Linked DNA regions of Mus musculus: all the other regions are linked to region 1. A link is a contact called in public promoter capture Hi-C data. All regions are on one chromosome and are shown on one strand. Each heading gives the region's core, a stretch centred on a gene start, on an enhancer-like site or on the middle of the called end of the contact. The rest is flanking DNA. Distances are from core to core; before and after follow the strand shown. Region 1 has its middle 9.8 kb from the start of Gm52681. Region 2 overlaps Hspg2 (perlecan (heparan sulfate proteoglycan 2)). Region 3 overlaps Usp48 (ubiquitin specific peptidase 48).

The links. Capture Hi-C pulls out chosen DNA fragments and counts their contacts.
Region 2: a promoter capture Hi-C map of adipose tissue shows a contact between it and region 1. The contact joins two enhancer-like sites. A contact is called at or near these places in 2 of 484 Hi-C or Micro-C datasets (embryonic stem cells and ventricular fibroblasts), 1 of 115 datasets of contacts at active chromatin or transcription factors (embryonic stem cells) and 3 of 9 other capture datasets (adipose tissue, liver and pancreatic islet).
Region 3: a promoter capture Hi-C map of adipose tissue shows a contact between it and region 1. The contact joins two enhancer-like sites. A contact is called at or near these places in 1 of 115 datasets of contacts at active chromatin or transcription factors (pancreatic cancer cells) and 2 of 9 other capture datasets (adipose tissue and pancreatic islet).

Annotation. Positions count from the first base shown.
Region 1 is chr4:137,394,799-137,399,165 of GRCm38.p6, forward strand. It overlaps the pseudogene Rpl31-ps10. Among named protein-coding and RNA genes, the nearest start is that of Gm52681, 9.8 kb to the left of the region's middle. Within about 2 kb of position 2,178, at least 45 of the 459 cell types and tissues checked have an H3K27ac peak or open chromatin away from gene starts, as enhancers often do. A contact at or near this core is called in adipose tissue and pancreatic cancer cells, where this site is marked.
Region 2 is chr4:137,526,216-137,530,658 of GRCm38.p6, forward strand. It overlaps Hspg2 (perlecan (heparan sulfate proteoglycan 2)), which reads left to right. Exons shown (of 97, transcript NM_008305.3): 34 at 2,590-2,682; 35 at 2,948-3,028; 36 at 3,128-3,358. Among named protein-coding and RNA genes, the nearest start is that of Mir7018, 9.8 kb to the right of the region's middle. Within about 2 kb of position 1,291, at least 14 of the 459 cell types and tissues checked have an H3K27ac peak or open chromatin away from gene starts, as enhancers often do. A contact at or near this core is called in adipose tissue, where this site is marked.
Region 3 is chr4:137,627,106-137,631,655 of GRCm38.p6, forward strand. It overlaps Usp48 (ubiquitin specific peptidase 48), which reads left to right. Exons shown (of 27, transcript NM_001355588.1): 15 at 1,069-1,140. Among named protein-coding and RNA genes, the nearest start is that of Usp48, 35 kb to the left of the region's middle. Within about 2 kb of position 2,431, at least 26 of the 459 cell types and tissues checked have an H3K27ac peak or open chromatin away from gene starts, as enhancers often do. A contact at or near this core is called in adipose tissue and pancreatic cancer cells, where this site is marked.

The DNA of each region.
Region 1 (4,367 bases), core at 928-3,427:
AAACCCTGAAAACTTCGCTGACATTTGGGGCTTTGAGCCGAGTTATAAGCCCTACTGGTGGGACCCACCAAGGGTGGGCTGTCTTCCTTTCTCCGCTGTGTGTGATACACAATATCAATAGATGCTTGTGCCCATTAAATTTAACTATAGACAAAAGTTCTAAATACAGAGAAGTGGACAGGGCCAGCAAAAGAACAGCAGCCGTGGAAGAGAAGAAACAAAGGAGGAAGTTTGAAAACCAGGGCTGGAGAGATGGTTCAGTGGTTAAGAGCACCGGCTGCTCTTCCAGAGGTCCTGAGTTCAAATCCCAGCAACCACATGGTAGCTCACAACCATCTGTGGTGGGATCCGATGCCCTCTTCTGGTGTGTCTGAGACAGCTACAGTGTACTCACATACATAAATAATTCTTTTTAAAAAGAAGAGAAAAGAGAGTGAGTATGGCTGCGGGGTCGCGGCTCCGAAATCCGGCGCCATCCGCGCCCGGCGCGGGCAGGCTCGATGGCTCCCGCAAAGAAGGGTGGCGAGAAGAAGAAGGGCCGTTCTGCCATCAACGAGGTGGTGACCCAAGAATACACCATCAACATTCACAAGCGTATCCATGGAGTGGGCTTCAAGAAGAGTGCTCCTTGGGCACTCAAAGAAATTCGGAAGTTTGCCATGAAGGAAATGGGGACACCAGATGTGCTCATTGACACCAGGCTCAATAAAGCCGTCTGGGCCAAGGGAATAAGGAACGTTCCATATCCCATCCGAGTACGCTTGTCCAGAAAACGTAATGAGGATGAGGATTCCCCAAACAAGCTCTACACGCTGGTAACTTACGTGCCTGTTACCACATTCAAAAATCTACAGACGGTCAATGTGGATGAGAACTAACCTGCTCATGTCAAATAAAGTTGCAGAACTGCCAAAAAAAAAAAAAAAAAAAAAAGAAGAGAAAAGAGAAAATGAAAATCTCTTAAAGCAAAACTCTAAACACATAGCCAGTGTTGCTATTCTGAGAGTTTTGGGGAGCGGTAATAGAATTGTTGGATCCTGTTTTAGTCACTGTTCTATGACAGTGAAGAGACACCATGACTAAGGCAACTTACAAAAGGAAGGCATTTTTTAAAATTTTTATTTATATGAGAACACTGCAGCTGTCTTCAAACACACCAGAAGAGGGCATCAGATCCCTTTACAGATGGTTGTGAGCTACCACATGGTTGCTGGGAATTGAACTCAGAACCTCTGGAAGAGCAGTCAGTGCTCTTAACCACTGAGCCATCTCTCCAGCCCCCAAAGGAAAGCATTTAACTGGAGGCCTGCTAACAGTTTTAGAGGGTTAGTCCATGATCATCAGGGTGGGAAGTAGACAGGCATGATGTTGGAGGAGTATCGGGGAGTTTTATGTCCTTATCCATAAGCAGCAGGCGGGGGCAGGGAGGGAGGGAGAGGGCCCAAAGCCCACACCTCCAGTGACATACCTCATCCTACAAGGCCTCACCCCCTAATCCTTCCCAAACAGTTCCACTAACTGGGGATCAAGCATCCAATCCTAGGATTCTGTGGGGGCCATTCCCATTCAAACCCCCAGAGCTCCTTCATGATTGAAAGGATGAATTACTGAGTTGGGTGATTTTAATATGAATATAAACTTCCCATCCTCAGCTGTGGATTAGCAAGCATTACCACCCTGAGCCAACTCTAAAAGGAAAAGAAGTATTGATGCCACATTTTTCATTTCTTCGAACGGCAAATTGTTTCTTTTAATGATTTACAGAATAGAAGCAGAAAAAAAAAAGTTGACATTCTAATCTTGACTCATTAAAAACAGGTTATAAGAGATTTGAATTGTTGAGACTGGGGGAGACTGAAGACCAAGACAGGATTGTTGATGAAATCAAATTCTTGATTGATCCATTTGAAATGTAGGCAATTTCCTAACTCGCTGCTGCCAGTATGTGGTGAGAAATGTGTCTTAGCTGCTCCCAGCCTCCTTTGGGCTGGGTGCGGGTCCCTGGGGCCGCTGCTATGCCAACTGAGGCATTAGCTGTCTCCCTGACCTTTATTTTGAAGTCATTTGGGGGTGTTATCCAAGGACTCTCCTAGGTGGAGGAGGGTCAGCTTTGGCAGCACCTGTGGATGCATTCTGTCAGGCGTCATGGTCTGACTCAGTAAAACTGATTAAGGACGCCCTGACCTGGTTCTCAACTTCCTCAGCTTCACCCTGCCCCCTACCCCGCTGCCTTCTGACTCAGGCCCTTGCCAGACCAGTTGTTGGATTTTTCTTTTTTTTTTTTCCTTAAAGAGCTGGAAGAGGGTTTTTTTTGGGGGGGGGGGGCTTGAGATCCCAGGAATGACTTTAGAAGAAAACTGTGGGGCCGTATTCCATGCGCGCGGGGGCAGTGGATGGGAAGAGGAGGAAGGGGGTGGGAAATGTGAAAAATATTGTCGACACAGTCATCTTGGAGAATTAGGTCATTGGCAGAGCTGACAAACGCTGTCCCACCAGGGAGTCCCAGTTCTGGGAATACAGCCTAGGGAGTTCACACACATGTGCCCCTGAAGATATGTCCAAGGACATCCACCCAAGCACTGCTTGTGACCCCAGAAAGTTGGCCCAGCTTTAAATGCTCATCAAACAAGTCAGGGCAGAGAAAAATAACTTTTGTCTAAGGCATTCACCACAGGCCGGCAGCCATCGGGAGGCCACAATGCGGTGACACTCACTCAGCACAGCCAACAAACAAGTTAAAAGGGCTTTTTGAAAAATCCACTTACTGCCAGGCTGTGGTGGTACACGCCTTTAATCCCATCACTTGGGAGGCAGAGGCAGGCAGATCTCTGAGTTCGGGGCCAGCCTGGTCTGCAGAGAGAGCTCCAGGACAGTCAAGACTACTCAGAGAAGCCCTGTCTCAAAAACCAAAAATAACAACAACAACAACAAAATGATTTACTGTCTTTTATTGTTTAGTGATGCTTTTTTTTTTTTAAATCAAAATTGGTGCCGATTAGGTGTTCAGCTGGTGAAGTGTTTGGCATTCCTGCATGAGGTTCTGAGTTCAGTCCCTGGCACCCACATAAAAAGTTGAGTGTGGTAGTATACATTTATAATCATAGCACTGGGAAGACAGAGAGATGCTGATCTCAGGGTCTCGCTGGCTAAACCAGCTTAGCCTAATTGATGAGTCCTGGGTCCCAGTTTGGAACCCTGTCTCAAAGAACAAACGACAGCCATCGAGATGGCTCAGCAGATAAATATGGGGCTTGCTGTCAAGCTTGCCGACCTATGTTCAGTCCTTAGAACCCACAGATTGGAAGTCAAAAACCCATTTTCAAAGATGGTTCTCTGACCTCCACATGTGTGCTATGTAACTGGCACTCACAGACAGACAGACAGACAGACCTATATAAATAAATGTAACAACAATAACAATAACAAAACAGCAGGTGGATAGTACATTCAAAGTTGACTTCTTTTTTTTTTTTTTTTTAAAGATTTATTTATTTATTATATGTAAGTACACTGTAGCTGTCTTCAGACACTCCAGAAGAGGGAGTCAGATCTCATTACGGATGGTTGTGAGCCACCATGTGGTTGCTGGGATTTGAACTCCGGACCTTCGGAAGAGCAGTCGGGTGCTCTTACCCACTGAGCCATCTCACCAGCCCCTCAAAGTTGACTTCTGCCCTACACACACACACACACACACACACAAGGAAAGAAAGAAAGAAACCCCCCAAACCATATAGTACATTGTCTGTGGATATTTGTAAGTGTGATAAAATGTAGCACCCTAGATTAGAAAGATGAAACCCGGGGGCTGGTGAGATAGCTCAGCAGGTAAGAGCACCCGACTGCTCTTCCAAAGGTCCTGAGTTCAAATCCCAGCAACCACATGGTGGCTCACAACCATCCGTAATGAGATCTGATGCCCTCTTCTGGAGTGTCTGAAGACAGCTATGGTGTACTTAACATATAATAAATAAACAAATCTTTAAAAAAAAAAAAAGAAAGATGAACCCCAAGCTCCTCCGTTAGTTAGGGTAGGTAAAGTCCACACAGCTATAACAAACAATGTCCAGCACTACAGTGGCAGTGACAACTATTTCTTGATTGTGTCCATAAGTATCCATGAGGAGACAACGGTGCTCAGTTTGATGCCTCCTCCTCACTCTGGCACCAGGTTGACCGGCAGCCACTGGCTGCCACGACAGTGAAAAGGAGAGCCTAGCAAGACTCCCCATCTCTCTAAGCTTCATGTCAGCCAAGGGAAAATGTATGGCGAAAGGCCTTCAAGGGAGCAGGGAGCAGGCAAGAGTTATTCTGCTATGTGTCCCAACTCCACCCAAATACTGATGGCCTCTGGGGAGAATAAGGAA
Region 2 (4,443 bases), core at 41-2,540, 130 kb after region 1:
GCCCATAGCAGGAAGCAGGTCACCCAGAGAGCATGGTGGGCGTGTGCTGTGGGGTTGGGTGGGTTCTGGGTCCCTGCTGGGGCGCCTGTACCCCATTCTTCCCTTCTATTCTTCTGATCTAGTTCTCACTTTCCTACGAGGGCTTCTCTCTGCTGCCTGGAAGCCTCTATTACTGGCAGCTGCCCCGAGCCTTCCTAGGGAACAAGGTAACCTGGAAGTGGAAGGGCCATGTGTGTGTGTGTGGGGGGGGTGTCAGGGGGTGCATTTATTAGGCACTTGCTGGGTGCTGTATTATCAGTACAGAGGCAATTACTGGGCTGGCCTTCCAGAACTCTTCACTGTTTTTACCAGTCCTGCACTCTGAATGTCGCTGTCTTTCTCTCGTGTGTGTGTGTGTGTGTGTGTGTGTGTGTGTGTGTGTGTGTGTGTGTACACTTGCATATGCACATGAGCCTCTGGAAGCTGGAGGACAACTCCCGCTGTTATTCTTTGTTTTTTTGAGACACAGTCTCTCACTGGACTGGAGCTTACCGGAGTAGGCTGGCCACTCACGGTGTCCCTGGGGTCACTCTTTTTGTCTCACCAGTATTAGAATGCCCAGGACTTTTTGGGGGGGGCAGTTCTCTGAGAAGCAAACCCAGGTCCCCACACTTGCACATAAACACTTTACCAACAGAGCCACCGCCACCATCCTGGGTGTTGTTACTGTTACCCTGACATTAACATTCAAGTTGATATGGCTCCTACCTTGCCTCCTTGTCCCCATGTGACAGAGAGAGCCTCTTCATATTGTGTATACCTTGGGATCAGGGCATTGACTTAGTGGTAAGTGGTAGAATGCTTAAGGCCCAGGTCTGGTCGCCAGCAGTTGGAGGAGGGAGGCAGGATTTGATTAACACGTGTAAGACTGCAATCAGCAGCCAGTCTAGGCCAAGCAGGTCCAGAGGAAGTGAGGTAAGAGTCTACCAGAATCTGGGTGGGTACCATAAGAAGGGGAGAGCCATTGGCCTTCAAGTGTGTTCTCTGCACTAAGATGAGTGTGTCCCTGTATGTGGCCTGAGCTATGTAATCCTCGAGGTGCCCTTTAAAGTATTTTTTCTCCTATCTGCAGGTGAGGGAAGTAGGGCTCAAAGTAAGCGTGTCCACAGTTGTCCAGACAGCAGAGCTGGCATCTCTAGACCTTGACTAACATCCTTGTGTGGCACACGCCTTCCACTTCCTAGAAAGCTGCTCCCAGATGACACTGTGAACTCACTGGCATCCAAAACAAACAGGAATCCAGTTGTTTCCGTTGTAATCTGGTTGTTCTAATAAGTTTCTTACCACACCCTGGGTTGTTAAGAGAATAGCCCTGGGGCCTATGTCACCCAGGGCCTGGCGTGTAGCCAACTGGTGTTTGATCAATATTCACCCACTGAATGAACGCACTTGAACCAGACAGACACTCTGTGCTGGGTAGTTTTCAGCCAGCTGTCTGCCCTGGTGATGAAGGAGAGGGAAGAAAGTCCAGGGGTCAGAGCTGGGACCTCAGCTGCCAGGGTGAATGAGCCCTTTACAAAACTAAACCTTCTAACCATGCCTACAGAGACACAAGTCCAGGTGGTTTGTCCACAATAAAGAACAAACAAATAAACAATAACAATCAAACAATAGAATGGCTCATGAAACCACAGGGTCCAAGGATGACAGCTGGATACAGACACTCATAGGGGGTTTTTTCTCATTGTGTTGCTTCTGGTCCCATGGGAGATAGGAGTTTCCCTGTCCCGAATGAAAGAGGTGTGCCAGGTGCACTGTCCTTTCCCCAGCTGGGAAGAGGAATACATGGCCACCTTGCGTCTGGTCACACTGGGACGGACCCCACCCATCTCCCTTCCTGATCTAGAACCGTGTTAATTGGGCAGGCTTGGCTGGCTTGCTCTCCACAGCAGATGGGAGGGACCCGTGCGTACCAGAAGGTTGTTATATAAAGAGAACAAGGAGGGGACTGGAGAGGTGGCTCAGAGGTTAAGAGCATTGACTGCTCTTTCAGAGGACCCAGGTTCAATTCCCAGCAACCACATGGCAACTCAACCCCCTGTAACTCCAGTGCCAGGGATCTAAGGCTTCTTTTGACCTCCACAGGCTTCCATACACTCATGGATTATTGTACTACACATACACACCTAAAATAAAGTAAATAATTTAAGAGAAAGAGAGAGAGAGAGAGAACAAGGATGTAGTTCACAGAAAGAAGGAAGTAAATTCTAGACAGATCCAAAGCCAGAAACCTAGGAGACGAGGCCTCCGAACCCATGCAGACCCCAAGCCCTGAGCTAAAATTTCTGATCTTGGCAGCGTCTCACTGCTATTACTCTTGTCATTTTATGGGAAATGCCTACACATAAAAAGGGACTCAGAGTTTGCTGACTGACTGTCAGGCAATGGAGAACGGGAGGGAAAGATGTCCTCTCATGAGGAAGGCTGGAGAGGAACTGAGAGGGCCTTTCAGCCTCTCTGTGGTGCGAGCTCTGGCCTTCTGAGGTTAGGGTGTGACACACAGGAGCAAGAGGCTCTGCCCCTTACCTGTGAGATCTTGTCCCTCCACAGGTGGCAGCCTATGGCGGGAAGCTGCGGTACACCCTCTCCTACACAGCCGGGCCACAGGGCAGCCCACTCTTGGACCCTGATATCCAGATTACGGTGAGCTCATTAGAATCCACCGTGGTCAGGCAGAAGAGTAAGTGGAAGCCACGGTCCCAATACCCAGCTAGCCAATGTGGTCTCCTTGCCACTGCATGGCTGGCTACTCCCAAGTTCTTAGCCTGGCTGCTGTCCATGGGCACAGTGGGCAGACGCATGAGCTTGGGGGTGTGGACGGACGAGAGTCCAAGTGGTTGGGAGAGCCTGGGGTTGGTGGGTACCCCTGCCCTAAGTACCCTTCCTAACCTTGCTGGTGTCTCTGCAGGGCAATAACATCATGTTGGTGGCTTCCCAGCCAGCACTACAGGGCCCAGAGAGGAGGAGCTATGAGATCATCTTCCGAGAGGTGGGTAGCACTTGCCTTTGACTCCCCAGGCACACAGGTCTACAAGTTCAGGAGATGTGGCCCAGAGCTTCCACTGACACTTGCTGTCCCCCTACACAGGAGTTCTGGCGGCGGCCAGATGGACAGCCTGCGACCCGAGAGCATTTGCTCATGGCCCTGGCAGATCTGGATGAACTTCTGGTGCGGGCCACATTCTCCTCTGTGCCACGGGCAGCCAGTATCAGTGCCGTGAGCCTAGAAGTGGCCCAGCCAGGGCCCTCCAGTGGACCCCGAGCCCTCGAGGTGGAAGAGTGTCGCTGCCCCCCAGGCTATGTTGGCTTGTCCTGCCAGGTGGGTGTGTGGCTGGCTGGCCTGGCTGCATCCGCTCCAGTGCCATGGTGTGTGCAAAGTGGTTGGTCAGTAACCACTGCTATAGGCCGTAACTGCTCGCTCAGTTAGGTGACTTTTGTTCTCACATTGTTGTGGTCACTCCCTAAGAGCCAAGCCATCCCTTTAAAGACTTTTTTTTAAGGATTTTATATATATACTGCAGCTATCAGATGTACCAGAAGTGGGCATTGGATCCCATTAGAGATGGTTGTGAGCCTCTATATGGTTGCTGAGAATTGAACTGAAAGCCTCTAGAATAGTAGTCAGTGCTCTTAACCTCTGAGCCAGCTCTCCAGCCCCAAGCCATCCCTTTAACTGATAGAAACAAACTCTCCAAGGGATAGGTGACTTACCCAGGGGCACACAGTCAACATGCGGGGGACTAACGTGAACCTAGATCTGATGGACTCCAAAGTCTGTTTGTCCTAACCAGCAGCCACTACTGCCTAAAAAATGGCAGATGGGGAGACACGCTCAAGCACATAAGACTTTCAGAGCTGAGCAAGGACATGCCTCAGGCGCACAGCACGGAGTGATGTCACTGTAGGCTTCAGGAGAAGCACATGGTGGCTGGGTCTGCAGCCGGGTCACTGTGAATAGCTTAGAACAAGGCCCTGAAGTGGGGCAGTCATGCTGCTATAGGCATCCCATGATCGGAGCCACACAGGGACAATGTGTCTGTTGAATGCGGATCGAGGCATGGTGTACTGTGTAGCGAGGGTCCGTGGGTGGGACAGAGGTCTGTCACTTTGAAGCTCCTGGGAGTCTCTGCCAGATGTGGCCCAAGCTCTCAGCTCCAGGTGGACAGGAGTTTACCCTACACGTGACATTGACTCTTTCAACATCAGATGAGGTAGCAGAACCCTTTCCAGGGGGGGTGGGTGGCAGGGAGGCCAGGAGTTGGGTATAGCTGTAGCAAGCCCACGTCTCTACACTTTAATGTCCCTATGCTTTATCTGGGGCCACCGACCTTCCAAATCCCAGTGTGGAAATTCATGCTCCTCAGAGATACCAAGTTTGCCTCATTTGAAGGAAGAGCTGTTGGG
Region 3 (4,550 bases), core at 1,181-3,680, 230 kb after region 1:
TGCTGCAGTTACAAGTGCGCAGTGCACCTTCCTGAGCACACAGCCCAGGCTGTCATGAACTTACAGTCTTCCTGCCTCTACCTCCCATACACTGAGGTTATCGGTGTGTGCCTCCACACTTGGCAATAAATGCTTTGATGTAGCTTTAGTGTGTTAATATTGTCTCCTGTCTTAACCTGGAAAGCCCTTGAATAACTAGTCTAGTTTCCAAATGTTAAAGAGTTCTTCCTTTGATTCATTTCCAGGGTCTAGAATTACATATAGTGACAGTGCAGACAAGCAAAGACAAGCAGGTATTGACTGTAATGAGACTTCTTAAACATCAACGTGTGTCTCATGTAAGGTTTCTGTTCAGAGAGGGTGGTGAGACAAATGACAAATGACACACACGTGATACTTCTTAGAGCTCGTGGGATGTGTAAATAAATATTCACATTTAGAAAAAGCAAATTTTATTGGCTTATTATAATTTTATTTATTCATTCATTCATTTTGAGACGAGGTTTCTCTGTGCCCTGGTTGTCCTAGAACTCTGCTTTATAGATCAAGCTGGCCTTGAACTCCTGGGTGAGATCCAACTGCCTCTGCTTACTGAGTGCTGGTATTAAAGGGGCATGTCACCACTCTTCTCTTCTCTCCTCTCCCTCTCCCTCTCCCTCTCCCTCTCCCTCTCCCTCTCCCTCTCCTCTTCTCTATTGACATTCAGGGTTTCTGTGTGTAGCCCCGGGTGTCTTGGAACTCATTGTAGACCAGGTTGGCCTCAACTCTTTTCTTTTTTCAGTAAAGTCACAGGACAGTTCCTCCCCCTAAAGTTCTGATCTTTCTTTGTTCATTGTCCCCAGTGTTGGGATCACAGCAGGCTTCTTTCATAACTCTTCAAAATCATTAGCTGTCATTGATTGAGGTTTTCCCTTCTAAGGGAAGGAAAAGCAGCCCTCCCTTCCCCGCACAGCTGTGCAGGCCGCCGCCGTGGGGTCTGATTTTAGAGTGATCTCAAGTTTCCTTTAAGCTGCTTTGACCTGTGAACCACACCAGCCAGACCAGTAACTCTCTGTTCCTTTTGATTAGATGAATCAAAGGAAGAAAAGAAAGAAGAGGAGGAGGAATTAAATTTTAATGAAGACATTCTGTGTCCTCATGGTAAGCCCGAAGCTTGAGTCTGTTGTCAGTTTTGCATCAGCTCGACAGGTCTTGTTCTACACGTCCACTGAGGTTGTAACCCTAATGGTTTGTTTAGATTTTTAAGTTAGAGTTTTGTCATATATATAGTCCTGTACCTCCCACGTGCTGGGGTCACAGGTATGGGTCAGAACACCTTCCTGAAAGTTCTTTATCGAATATTTGGGAACTTAACAATAGCTCTCACAATGCCAGTCTGAAGTCCAAATGCATTTTTCTGTTAGGTAGGTTTTACCCCACTGTTGTAGGAGTCAGTGTGGGTCGTGGGAAGTGTCGCTGCTCAGTGCTGTCTCTGTTCACTACAGAGCCTGAGCTCTGGAAGTTAAGCACACTTGTGGGGGCTTAGGGCTGCTGTTGCTTTCCTTTCCTTCTTTGGGAAGTACAGAGCTGGTTTCACTGCTGAACTGCGTGCAGGAAGAGGGCTCAGCAAACCTGCGTTCAGTGTAGAACTTACTTCAGCCATTTCTGTTCTATCTTGTGTCCCCATCCTCAGGGCAGAGGATGAGTCGTGTCAGCCTTGTGGCTTAGGTTTTATGTGTGTGGTTAGAAGGGACGTTGATTATAGGACAGAGGCTGACAATTAACCATCTGGTAGATTAAGGGTGATATGTCCTTTTCTGCTCGTTCATGGCTCATTCTTTGTAGTCTAAGCTTACACCGAACTTGGGGAGCATCTATGTCAGTTTTTACAGAGCTGGATTCAGGTGTGTGATGTGTCTGAAGGGCTTGCAGGGGAACCTCTTTTGCTGGGTGTGGTGGAGCAACCCTCTAATCCCAGCACTCAGGTGGCAGTCAGCTGAATGGTGATCTCTATTAGATGCAGACCATCCTGGTCTACACAGAGATTCCTAAACTAACCAAGGCAGTACCATAGGTTGTCAAATCAAATCTTTTTTGAAACTGAGCTCTGGCTCAGTTTCAAGCTTAAATTAATCCCCTTGCCTCAGTCTTCTAAGTGTACAACGCTGGTTAAGATTGAGTTTTTGAATCTCATTTTAACCTCTATGTCCTTTGCCATGCCTGTAGCATAGTAGATCTGTTTTTAGAAAATCTTTTCAACACACATCTCTGTATGAGTGAGTGTGTATGAGCACAGGTGTCTGCCGAGGCCAGAGGCATTGCAGCCCTTGGAACTGGCTAGGCTGGAAATCAAGCTCCAGTCCTCTGCAGAAATAGTATGTTCTTAAGCTTCCGGTAAGGGGCATGATTCCATGCAGGGCTTAGGTCGTCTTCCCCTTCAGCTTTTACATGATTCACAGGGGTTGGACTCCGGTTTGGCAGGCTTCCATGTATGGCGGGCGTCTTTTCTGCCGAGCTGTCTTGCCTGTCTCTTTGGTTCCTTCTTAAGAGACTTTTGCCAACTTAGAGTAATTTTTCTTGTGTGGTGTACATGTATATGTGGGTATACTTCTGTGTGTGATATGTCTATAAATGAATGCACATGTAGTAGGAACCAGAGGACAACCATGGGCATCTTTCACTTTTATTAAAAGTGGCTGCTGGAGAGATGGCTCTGCAGTTAAGAGCACTTGCTTTTGCAGAGAGATACAGGCTTGGTTCCAGTCACTCACATGGTTGCTGGAAATGCTTTAGAACTCTCTGTGACTCCAGTTCTAAAGGTCCCAGTGATCACTTCTTGCTTTCATGGGCAACAACCACACATGCGTTGCACAAATATACATGCGGGCAAAACACCATGCACATAAAATAAAAGTCGGTCTTAAAATAGAGATGCTTGGGCTGGCGAGATGGCTTAGCAGGTAAGAGCACTGACTGCTCTTCCTAAGGTCCTGAGTTCAAATCCCAGCAACCACATGGTGGCTCACAACCACCTGTAATGGGATCTGATCCCCTCTTCTGTGCATCTGAAGTCAGCTACAGTGTACTTATGTACAATAATAAATAAATCTTTTTTTTTTAATAGAGATGCTTTCTCTTTTTTTAAAAGTCTTTACTGTTGTGCTAGGCTGTCTGGCTAGCTAGTTCAAGCAGATCTCTGCGTCCCCTGTGCTGTGGTTGCAGTGTGTGACATCACTCCCAGGCTCTGTTTTACATAGGCTCTGGGAACAGCTTAGTCAGCAAATCCTTGATGAAGTGAGCTATTTCCCTGATGACCCCCTCGAAGCTTTAAGTGTTTTGTAGATGCCAGTTCTTCTTTGTAGTCTTCATATAGAGTATTCAGGTCAGTCATGGCTACATGATTGAGACAAAGAAGAGGAACAAATGATATTGATTGACCACTGAGAAAAATTGAGTTTTAAAGGGTCCATTTTGGTGGCTGGAACTTGAGCTCGGTGGGGGAGGAGCACCTCGAGGTTGTGGTGTGTGCTGCTGAGCTGGCAGTGGTGCTAACTCTATTGGAAGGGTTGACTAGAATTATCCTTTCTGATTTTTATCAAGTGCTGTGTTTTGTGTTTAATGTGTATGGGTGTTTTGCCTGGATGTGCACTACATGTGAGCATCATTGTTTATGCTAGAAGGGAACCTTGGATCTTCTGGAATTCATTACAGATAGTTGTGAGATGCTTTGTGAGTGGTGGAAACTGAACCTGGGTCATTTGCAAGAGCAACAAGGGCTCTTATCCACTGAACTAGCTCTAGCCCCATTGAATCATTCTTATCTTTTTTAAAAAAATTTATGTACTTATTTCATATATATGGGTACACTGTAGCTGTTTTCAGACACACCAGAAGAGGGCATCAGATCCCATTACAGATGGTTGGGAGCCACCATGTGGTTGCTGGGAATTGAACTCAGGACCTCTGGAAGAGCAGTCAGTGCTCTTAACCTCTGAGCCATCTCTCTAGCCCCTGGACTGTATCTCCAATTTTTTCTTAATTTTGGGGTGAGGGGGTGCTATCCTAATGTAAAAACAATAATTAAGGAAGTGGTTCTCTCCTGCCTCTTTACATAGTTCCCTGGGACTTAATTTTTTAAATTTTTTTTCCTTTGGTTTTTTTTTTTTTTTTTTTTAAGACAGGGTTTCTCTGTGTAGCCCTGGCTGTCCTGGAACTCACTTTGTAGATCAGGCTGGCCTCAAACTTAGAAATCCACCTGCCTCTGCCTCTCAAGTCCTGGGATTAAAGGGGTGAGCCACCACCGCCCAGCCCCTGGGACTGAATTTAAAGGTCAGTCTATCGCAGCACATGCCTAGTCCGCTGAGCCATTTCCTCAGCCCAGTAAATGTTAACATTGCCATCGGACTCCTTTGCTTATTTGCAACATGCAGTTGTTTGTGGAATGTGGACAGCCATTGAGTTCCCATCCCACCCAGTATCTTCCCAGGTGAAATTATCCTCCTGCCTCACTCTCCAAAAGCCAAAATTGAATCCTGTCCATTGTTTTCTAAGCCTGGAAGATATTTTATTTT